Regions from separate parts of the Sus scrofa genome. Here all the other regions are linked to region 2. The links are chromatin contacts, called in public HiChIP or PLAC-seq maps. All regions are on one chromosome and are shown on one strand. Each heading gives the region's core, a stretch centred on a gene start, on an enhancer-like site or on the middle of the called end of the contact. The rest is flanking DNA. Distances are from core to core; before and after follow the strand shown.

Region 1 (3,125 bases), core at 224-2,723, 120 kb after region 2:
CAGTGAGCGTGACAGACCCCCCAGGACAGAGTCCCTTGGACAGGGCCCCCAGGTGGGACCTCAGGAAGCCTTACTTGCTCTGCTGTCTGCATTTATTATCCTGCTGGATAACGAGTGGGCCAAGGTGGCCGCCAGTTCCAGAAGGCGTCTTTGACGGCCTAGTGGGAGGCCAGGGCCAGCTGGCCAAACACCCACGGGCGTTGGTTCTGTCTGCTCAGCCACCACACGGCCACTGCCAGGGCTGCGGGAAACAAGTCCAGACCCTTGCAGAAACTGACCACACTTCATCGGTCCAGCAAACCCCAAGCACCTGCTCAACAGGCAGAACACACGTCTTAAAGATCCCACATCTGAGATGCTTCTTTTTTTTTGCAGTATTTCCTTCCCCTGAAGAGGAAGCACATGCATTTACTACGGAAAAACAGAAGAGAACGAGGAAGAAAGCGGAACATCACTCAAGGTCAACCCTGCAGGCAAGCATGGCTGGGCTGTGTCCGTGTCGCCAGCTCTGGTCACTTCCCGTCCTCTGGACCAGTCGTTGTTCTGCTCGGCGCTGCCTTATGGTTCCAGCAGAGGAAAGGGACGCGTGGTGCAGTGGTCCCCAGGCTCAGGGTCAATTCCTGGGAGTCCCCTCTCTCCAGCCAGGTGAAACCGGGCTGCCCCCTCGTCACTCTGCTCAGGACCAGCTCTGCAGTGGACCTTGAGGGCAGAAGTCAGAGAAAGACAAACCCTGTGTGATCTCACGTACTTGTGGGATCTAAAAACAGAACAGAACAAAAAGCCAAGCTCAGAGATACAGAGAACAGAGGGTGGTCAGGAGAAGCAGGCCGCTTCCTGCCCTCCTGCTTGGGAGCCACCAAAAGGTCTCTGTCCAAAGGGGGTTGGTCTGGTACTGCTGCCCTGGGCAGTCACTGTGACTGCTGGCCCGGTTAACCCATGGCCTGGCTTGTCGTCGGCAGCTGGACATCGCTTGTCCGTAATCCAGCTTAATCAGTACCAGTCGAATGAATAAGTGGATTCAACTACATTCAGGCAACAACTGTGAGCCAGGCAGTGTATTAACTGCTTTCTAAATTGGTAGTAATTGGAAAAGGGGAGTCCCCTGGCGGCCTGGCAGTGAAGGATCCGGCATCATCACTGCTGTGGCTCAGGTTTGATGCCTGCCCTGAGATTGCTGCATGTGGTGGGTGTGGCCCAAAATTTTTTGAAAAGGGAGAATGAGAATAAGCATTTATTTCAGTTGTGGACAGTCTCGCTTGTCAGACTCAGCTGGAATTCGGACCTGACTGCCCGTCTCCAGGGTCCATCCCTTCATGACTAGGGATGAGCCAGTGGGGGAGGGGAGGTGCTTCCGAGCCCGGCTGAGCCTCCCAAGTGACACAACACCCCTGTGGTTGCCTCTCGGGGTGCCCAGACAGAGGCTTCCTGCCCCAGAAGACATCCTCGGTTGCAGAGTGCACCGCAGTCTTGGGCAAGCAGCCACTGCGCCACCGGCTGCCTCCAGGGCACAGGCTTGCGGGGGCACCAGCCCTGTGCAGGGTGTGGACTGGGCGGCACTCAGCTTTCCTACTGAGACACACAGGCCACACCCACCACGGGTGTCCCCGGACCCAGGGTCCGCTTGCAGCTTGTTAGAATCAAAACTCAACAGAGACCAGCTCTGCTCTGAAAACTTCCTGAGCAGACAAAACCAGTTTAGCCATACCAGCAAAGCTTAATCGAGCTTGTTTCGTCAGACTAACTAGCCCGGGGTCACTGCTTGCTGACGCCCCGGGAAATCATAAGCAAAACTTAAACTGTTTCCTGAGTTTGCGATGAGGTCACCACTGACCAATTTGCTAACATTTAAGAGGCATCTAACGCAGTGACCAGTCACGTGACGGGCGAGCAGCGCGGCTGCTGGTCAGCTGTCCTTCTGGTGTCTGCCCAGTACCCGGTCACTGACGACCGCCTCGGTGCCGCTCTGGTCTTGTCATCCCCGAGCTTCATCCCCAGCACAGAGGGCCCGCACCTGTTCCTGCTCAGGCCCCCAGCAGAGTGAGGACGCGGGCAACAGGGTGAAGCAGGACGCACCCCAGGGGACACGCAGCCGCCACAGACCCCGTGTGATCCCAGGCAGACTCAGGGACAGGCCAGGGACACATGCAAGGAGAGGACTAGAACTTCTGGGAGGTCACAGGTGATGCCAGAAACCCCGAGAGCAGCCAGGGGCCACTGGCCAGTTGGTGGCCGGGCCTGCTCTGCCTGCAGCCCGACTTCTTCCCCCACCCCACCCCCACCCAGCTGGCCCCGCCCCCAGGAAGTGCCCAGAGCCTGTGGACACAGCAGGGATCTGCCCTCCGCTGACAAACCTGTGTCCACGTGTGTCTCCGCCAAAGCCGCCACTGTGGTGGCTCCTTAAACATCCTTTTCCAAAACAGAATCAGAACTGAAACACGAGATGGCTTAAAAACAGCAATTTTGACACATGTTTTTAAAGTGTCAGTAGACACATTTTGATTTTTTTGACAGATTAATACTTTTTAAAGATACAGGTCATAAATAATTACCTCCAAATCCCGGTGTTCTGGGCTTTCTCCTGGAAGTTTATGTAAGTCTGTTTTTTGAGAGTAAATAGTTCTTTTAAATGACTGTGAAGAAGCCCTTGCTCTTATTCTTAACACTTCACCAAGCTGTTAGCTACCTGCCTGTCCAATACCATCAAAGAGAAGAGTTTAACCCAGGCACTGCCTCCCCTGGAGGGCCTGCACCCCGCGCCCAGGCCTGGAACCCCCCGCCTTCCTGCACTTCCCTTCCCCGCAGGACCTGCACCCCCACCCCCGACCTGGTCTCGGGAAGCTCGGGCCTCAGCTCTGCTTTTCTCGCCCAGCACTCTGGCTCCGGCCCAGGGCTGGCATTTGGCCTTCACCCCCAGCCTGTTGGGCTGGAGTCCCGAGATCCGCCTGGGCCCGGCCTTGCCCCCAGGGGTCTGGGAGCTGGCTGGCTCCAGGGCCAGGATCTGAGCAGCCCCCGCTGAGGACCCGCTTGGCCAGCCGGAGCCTCCCCTGTGCGGATATGTCCTTTCCCGCCCTCACTGTGCAGGAGGGTGAGCTGGCGGTCCTTGGACCCAGGACCCACTCACGTCA
Region 2 (3,416 bases), core at 648-3,147:
TCTCGGGACGCCTCACTGCTCACGTCCACCTGCTAGTCAGAAACCTAATCCCACACCACAAGCCCTCGGAAACAAAACCCGCAGACCCTCGCGAAGCCCTGAGAAGCGGCTGTTCTCGCGCATCCTTTGGGCACCACCGGCCTTTTCCTCCCAGGCACCTGTTCTTCTCTCAACGTTTTTGTTTTTTGTTTTTTGTTTTTTTTTCTTTTTTGGCTTTTTAGGGCCACACCCACAGCATAAGGAGAGTCCCAGCCTAGGGGTTGAATCAGAGCTACAGCTCCTGGCCTACAGCACAGCCACAGCGATGCCAGATCCAAGCCACGTCTGCGACCTACACCACAGCTCAGGGCAATGCCGGCCCCCCAACCCACTGAGCAAAGCCAGGGATCAAACCCGCAACCTCACGGATACTAGTCGAATTTGTTTCTACTGCGCCACAACAGGAATCCCTCGATGCTGGTTTTTTTAGCCATTCCCATGACATGAAAAAGTTCCCAGGCCAGGGATCAAACCCGCACCACAGCAGCAACCCGAGCCACTGCCGTGACAATGCCAGATCCTTAACCCACTGAGCCACCAGGAAACTCCTCAATGCTCTTTTTAATATACATGTTCAACTGGGAACATATAAACATAGACTAAAATAGGAATTTTGAATTGTAAGTGTAAAAGCAGGAATTGTTTAAAAACTCAATTACAGAAAATCAGAGCTACCCGAAGTCATTGATGGGTCTGACATAACGGCAAAGCACCTGCCCCCCACGCCCCCAGTGATGTCGGCACCCCCACGACTGCATCTGTCTGTCTACACTTGGACACCTGTTTGACCACGGGTTTCGCTGCCACATAGATTTGCAAACAGGCCTACACCTCAGTCTCGCCTGCAGGCACCAACTGGGTAGCCCTCGAAGGGCATTTAAAAACCCACCATGCAGATTTTAAAAGGAAATCATAAGGCTTTCCTGCAACAGAAGAGCAAGCAGGGGAGTCCCTCGTGGCACAGCGGGTTAAGGATCTGGCACGGTCGCTGCTGTGGCATGGGTTCGATCCCTGGCCCGGGAACTTCCGCATGGCAGGGGCACAGCCAAAAAAAGAAGCGAGAGTAGGACTGAGAGGGGTGGAGGTGAGCAGCGCATGGACCTGCTCAGGCCCTTGGAGGGCAGCTCGCACAACAGCCCAGAGGGAGCGGCCCGCACGGTGCAGGATCCTGCCGCGCGGAAGGCCGGGTTCACGGGGGCAGCCCCGCTGGAAAAGACACCCCTACGGACACGGTTCCAGGACGGTGTTCTAAGATGTGCCTGAAACAGTCTACACAGGCCAGCTGAACCCGCAGACGGAACCCAGGTGCGGGGCCAAGTCCGGCTGCGTGAACCCTGCACGGCAGACCCACAAGGGCTCCTTCCTCCTTCCGCAAAGGAACCACCTCCCGTCTTCGCTCAGGGTTTTCCGTAGGTAAAAAAAAGGCGACAGTGGCAACCGACAAAGACCTGCTCGGAACACTCAGCGTGTTAGAGAAACACCAGTGAACTAGAAAGTGACCTGGCTGTTCTGTGAGACTAGGGGCCTGGCTTCACCTGATCCCTCGACCCCAAGCCTCCATTCTCATTTTCCTTCCTCAGGAAAAGACTCACAGCAAAGGAGGCGACCTGGCCGAGACAGACCTTCTTGGTCGCGTTAACGGCATTTCTCAGGTGTTTCTCAGTGCTGACCGCCCCAGTCCACACTGAAGACAAACCTCACGAGGTCGGGTCTGGGCAAGGAAGACGGCGTCGGAGACAGGCCAGAGGGCACGGGTGTCAGCGCCACGGGCTGTTTGCCAGTCCTGATGGGTGTTCATGTGACGAAAACCACAGGACTGGCGACAGACAGGGAAGAATGACAGTTGTCTTGCTTCACATAACGTCCTGAAATAGTAAAAATGACAAGCTGGCGTTTTAGGAGCCTTTTTTCAGACCTCCATGTTGCCTAAGCAACTGACTTTGCCAGAAGGAAGCTGGATGTTTATTGAAGTGTCCAGCAGCAGCCTGTGAATTCTGCCCCAAACCACAGGCGCTGCATTCTGCACGCATCTCCGCAAGGGGGGCAGAGCGGGGACGACTGTGCCGTTTTCGTCCTCATCGTTGTGCCAGTTAAAGTTTCCAAAACACGGTCACACTCAGCCATAGAACTGACATGGAGTCAGGCCTCTTTTGTTCAGGGGAAATTCCTGAAATTAATTATCATTAATAGTATCCTGCAGGAGTTCCCTTGCAGTGCAGCAGGTTAAGGATCTGGCACTGTTGCTGCAGCAGCTTGGGTCACTGCTGTGGCACAGGTTCTATCCTTGGCCCAGAAACTTCCACGTGCCGTGGAGGCAGACCAAAAAAAATAGTATCCTGCAAAACAACCCAGTGGGTAGCAGCAATGGCTTTCTTTTATGCAGATGCAACATAATTTGTAATATTATTTTTAAGTGACCAAAAACACAAGTACATTATAAACCATAACTTTTGTGTAAATGTTTAGGATACAGCTCACTGGATCAAAAAAATACCTGAGCAGGCAGCTTTGTCCTGGAGGGAGGAATTTATCCTCCTGTGCTCCTGCAGGAATTCTTCACAGAAAACACAATCATTGTAGGTCTTTCTAGAATAACCTAAAATAAAATAACCCTAATATCTTTGCACGAAGATGGAAAAGGTTTGATTCAACAAAGAACTATTTAATCAGACGTTTCCATACACTAGCATAGCTCTCCCTAAGCAATCAGATGGACCAGAGCCTACGATAAATCTTAAACTATGGGGAAATCTTGTTTTAGTTTTCTGGGGAGTTCTTTTAAAATTTTTGGGTATTAGTTTTTATTTAATTTCCACCATGATTTTAAGGAAATCATGATTTTAAAGAATTGTTTCATAAAAGGATTGAACACCAAACTTAAATATACTGCTCCTGAGAATTTTGCCTTTCAAGTAAAATACTCCTGTTGTCTATGATTTTAATTTATCCAAACATTAAGAACTTGACCATAATCCGGGCACTCATTTAATCACTTAGCAAATATGTATTGATCACTTTTGATGTGCCAGGCACAATTCTGCACTGGGAAGAAAGCAGTGAACAAAATATTTGAAAATCCATACCCCAAGGTGTGTACATTCTAATAGAAGGAGAGATAGACAAAATGCAAATGCTTTACAGAAAAATAAAGCCAACAGGGACTAAAAAGTGACCCTAACTCTAAATTAGAGGGTCAGGAAGGCTCTTACGGAGAGGGTAACATCCAAGCCACATCCTGCAGGAAGGACAGGTGGAAGCAGAAGAGGGTGGCAGGCAGATCTTGGGGAAGAGTTTTCAGGGCAGTTTCAGGAAACAGGCAGGATCGAAGCTGCAGTGCACGCAGAAAGCAAGTCGGTACTGGGTTTCAACCCCAGGTA
Region 3 (3,240 bases), core at 33-2,532, 64 kb after region 2:
TCTCAAACTACACCAAAGGTTTTTTTTTTTTAAGAAATTTTAAATACTGTATTTTTATTTGTTTCCAAATGTTAATCGGTAGTATATAAGAAAGTAATTGAGTCAAAAAAAAAAAAAAAATACAATTGAGGAATTCCCTGAAGGCACCGTGGGTGAAGGATCCAGCGCTGTCACTGCTGTGGCTCTGGTTGCTGCTGTGGCGCAGGTTTGATCCCTGGCCTGGGAACGTCTGAATGCCCAAAACAACAAAAATGCAATTGATTTTGTGTATGAAGCTTGTATCCCACATTCTTGTTGAACCTATTTATTAATATTGGGAGTTTTGGTAGATCCTTTGTATTTCCTTTGTAGACTACTGTCACCTAAAAAAAGGACAGCTTCTTCTTCCTGACCTTTATGCCTTTATTTCCTCTTCTATCTTACTAATTTGGAAATAAATTCCAGTACTATGCTGAATCAGAAGTATCAGCAAATTGCTTTATTCTGATCTCAAAGTAAAAATACTCAGTCTTTACCACTGAGTATGATGCTAGCTGTCAGTTCTGATGTAAATACTGTTTTATCGCTTGAGAAAGTCTCCCTCCATGTTCATGTTCTGAGAGTTTCACGAGTGCTAAAGTCAGTCATACTTTTTCTGCGTCACTTAATACGATCACACAGCTTTTCCTTCCTAGCTTCCTAACAGGACAATTACCCTGATGATTCTCAAATGTTGATCTAACCGTGCATCTACAGAATAAATCCCACTTGGGCGTGGTGCATAATTCATTCAGTTTGTTCCCATTTTCTTTTTGTTTTTGTTCCTTCTGGCCATGCCTAGAGCATGTGGCTGTTCTCAGGCCAGGGATCAAACCCTCACCACAGCAGTGACAACACCGAATCCTGAGCCACAGCAGATTAAGGGAACCCCTTGTGCTTCTTTCTTCTGCCTTCTAAGTTATTTGAACATTTTTTTTTAATTTCATTTTGATTTATGTCAGTTTTTTAAGTTTCTCTCTTCTGCATAAGCTTCCTAGTGGCTACCCTAGGTTATCGTTATCTTTCCACAAGGGGGTCCACGCCCCGCCACTCTACTAGTTCACGGGAAGGTGTGCGACCCACCCTTTCCCCCTCCGCCCTCCCGCGTTCTCCTCTGCGAGCCCCCGCTGCGAGCCGCACCCGACGGTTACGCTTCAACCTGCAGACACACCTCAGAGGAACAGGGACGGCACTCACAAGGTATTTGTTCTCTCCACTGTATGTTCCTCCTTCCTGGCGTTCCCACATTCCTCGCACCATTTCCTGTTTACAGAACTTCCTCTATTACTTTAGGGACGTTCTGCTATCAACAAACCACGCGCAGGATGTTTCCCACTCGACAGAGAATTCTGAGTTGATGCTGTTTCCTTCCACAGTGGCAAAGTGTGTTACCTCCTTCTGACCTCTGCAGTTTGCGATGAGAAATCCACTCCGTTAAAGGGACATTTCCTGGACTCCCACTATGGCTCAGCAGCAATGAACCTGACCAGTATCCATGAGGACTCAGGTTTGATCCCTGGCCTCACTCAATGGGTTAAGGACCCAGTGTTGCTGGGAGCTGTGGTGCAGGGCAGCCACTACAGCTCGGATCCAACTCCCTAGCCGGGGACTTCCATGTGCCGCAGTGCAGCCCTAAACAAAGCAAAGGGGACATTTCTCTCTCGCTGCTTTTTCATCTTTAGTTCTCGGAAGCTTGACTGTGACTACGATGTGGAGCATGGCCTTCTTTGAGTTTATCTTGCTTAGGTTTCACTTAGCTTTTTGATTCTGTAGGTTTATGGCTTGCCGAATTTGGGAAACATTCAGCTAGTTATTTATTCAAACATATTTTCAGCCCTACTGTTTCTCTCCTCTCTTTGGGGGCTCTGATGACAAGAATGATGTCTGTTTTGTTTTGTTTTCTTGGCCACACCCACGGCATGTGGAAGTTCCTGGGCCAGGAATTGAACCCAAGCCGCAACAGAGACTGGAGTCACAGCAAGGATGGAGCCAGATCCTCAGCCTGCTGGGCCACCAGAGAACGCCAAAGAAGGATGGGTCTCTTGTTAAACTCTCACAGATCCCGGAAGTTCCATTTCCTTTTTTCCAGTCTACTTTCTCTGGGATTCGGACTGGGTAATTTCTACTGCTTCATCCTCAAGTTCACCGCCTCCTGCCTTCTGTCCTCTCCATTCAGACACTGAGCCAATCCTAAGCTCACTTATAGTACTTTTCCGTTCTAGAATTTCCATTTGTTTCTTCTTCATATCCTGTACTTCCTCCTGAGAGTTTCTGTTTTTCATTTGCTGCAAGTGTTAGTATCTGCTCTCTGAAGAAATCTTTGCCCGCTTTAAAATCCTTGTCAAGTAATTCCAACATCGCCATCATTCTGATGTGTCCGCCAAGCGCCTATTCCGAGTCCAGGGGCGACGTGCCCGTCAGCCTGGGAGACGCAAGCGCCGGGTGTGTCGTCAGACCTGGACCTGATGCAGGTCTTCTTTCACAGCAGGCTGCTCTGACACTGCCCGGCAGGCCGAGAAGGCGCTGCCTTCTCTCTGCGCGGGAGGCGTACAAGGTGCAGATGGAGGCCGGGCTCCCCACTCAGCCTCCGCTGACCCTGGGGGACGTCCTCCTTGGCACGACCCAGTGAGGTTAGAGTTCAGCCTCTCCCTTAGCCTCTACTCCAACCACCAGACTGACCCGGGGCCTTGTGACTGCACCTACGAGACCTCGCTGCAACCAGGGGTGGGCAGATCCTGGCTCTCTCCTAAGTTTCTTCAGAAGCCACCCCAACAGGAGGAGGGGCTATTCTCTATCACCCCCCCAGCAGAGATGATGACAACCCCAGGTCCTCACCAGGCCTCTCTGATACCACCCGGCACAGTTCATCTGAACACAGCTGGTCAAGGTCAAAGTCTATTCCCCACCCTGCCTTTGGTGGTCAGGGCAAGACGGGGGCTGCCATGTTTTCTAAACACGTCCTGTCTGGCAGGCAGTCCCTTTCTTGGCCTTTTGGTTAGAGAGCAGGCTTCTCTTACGGCTTTTCTGAACCATCTGGTGTTGCTGGCTTCTCTAAACCCAATACTGGGATGTGTGCGGCAAAAAGAAAACCCAGGGAACTCAGATGTGTCACTTCTCAGGTCCTCATACACCCAACCTGTCTACTCTTCCACCCGCTTTCAGTCTCATGTTTGTCTGATATTTAATGTCCAGTGTTTTTAGCTATACCAGAGGCAGAATAGG

The links. HiChIP or PLAC-seq counts read pairs in DNA pulled down with a chosen protein or histone mark.
Region 1: an H3K27ac HiChIP or PLAC-seq map of alveolar macrophages shows a contact between it and region 2. The contact joins two enhancer-like sites. A contact is called at or near these places in 1 of 5 promoter capture datasets (liver) and 2 of 2 datasets of contacts at active chromatin or transcription factors (alveolar macrophages and skeletal muscle).
Region 3: an H3K27ac HiChIP or PLAC-seq map of alveolar macrophages shows a contact between it and region 2. The contact joins two enhancer-like sites. A contact is called at or near these places in 1 of 5 promoter capture datasets (skeletal muscle) and 1 of 2 datasets of contacts at active chromatin or transcription factors (alveolar macrophages).

The regions. Positions count from the first base shown.
Region 1 is chr10:68,574,893-68,578,017 of Sscrofa11.1, forward strand. LOC106505221 (a long non-coding RNA gene) reads right to left here. Exons shown (of 5, transcript XR_001299412.2): 4 at 2,352-3,125; 5 at 1-757. Among named protein-coding and RNA genes, the nearest start is that of GTPBP4, 10 kb to the left of the region's middle. Within about 2 kb of position 1,474, at least 13 of the 83 cell types and tissues checked have an H3K27ac peak or open chromatin away from gene starts, as enhancers often do. A contact at or near this core is called in alveolar macrophages, where this site is marked.
Region 2 is chr10:68,456,969-68,460,384 of Sscrofa11.1, forward strand. The region is part of intron 10 of ADARB2 (double-stranded RNA-specific editase B2); the gene reads left to right. It also overlaps a transcript of WDR37 not described here. Among named protein-coding and RNA genes, the nearest start is that of WDR37, 70 kb to the right of the region's middle. Within about 2 kb of position 1,898, at least 2 of the 83 cell types and tissues checked have an H3K27ac peak or open chromatin away from gene starts, as enhancers often do. A contact at or near this core is called in alveolar macrophages, where this site is marked.
Region 3 is chr10:68,521,654-68,524,893 of Sscrofa11.1, forward strand. All of the region lies in intron 1 of WDR37 (WD repeat domain 37), which reads right to left. Among named protein-coding and RNA genes, the nearest start is that of WDR37, 5.3 kb to the right of the region's middle. Within about 2 kb of position 1,283, at least 12 of the 83 cell types and tissues checked have an H3K27ac peak or open chromatin away from gene starts, as enhancers often do. A contact at or near this core is called in alveolar macrophages, where this site is marked.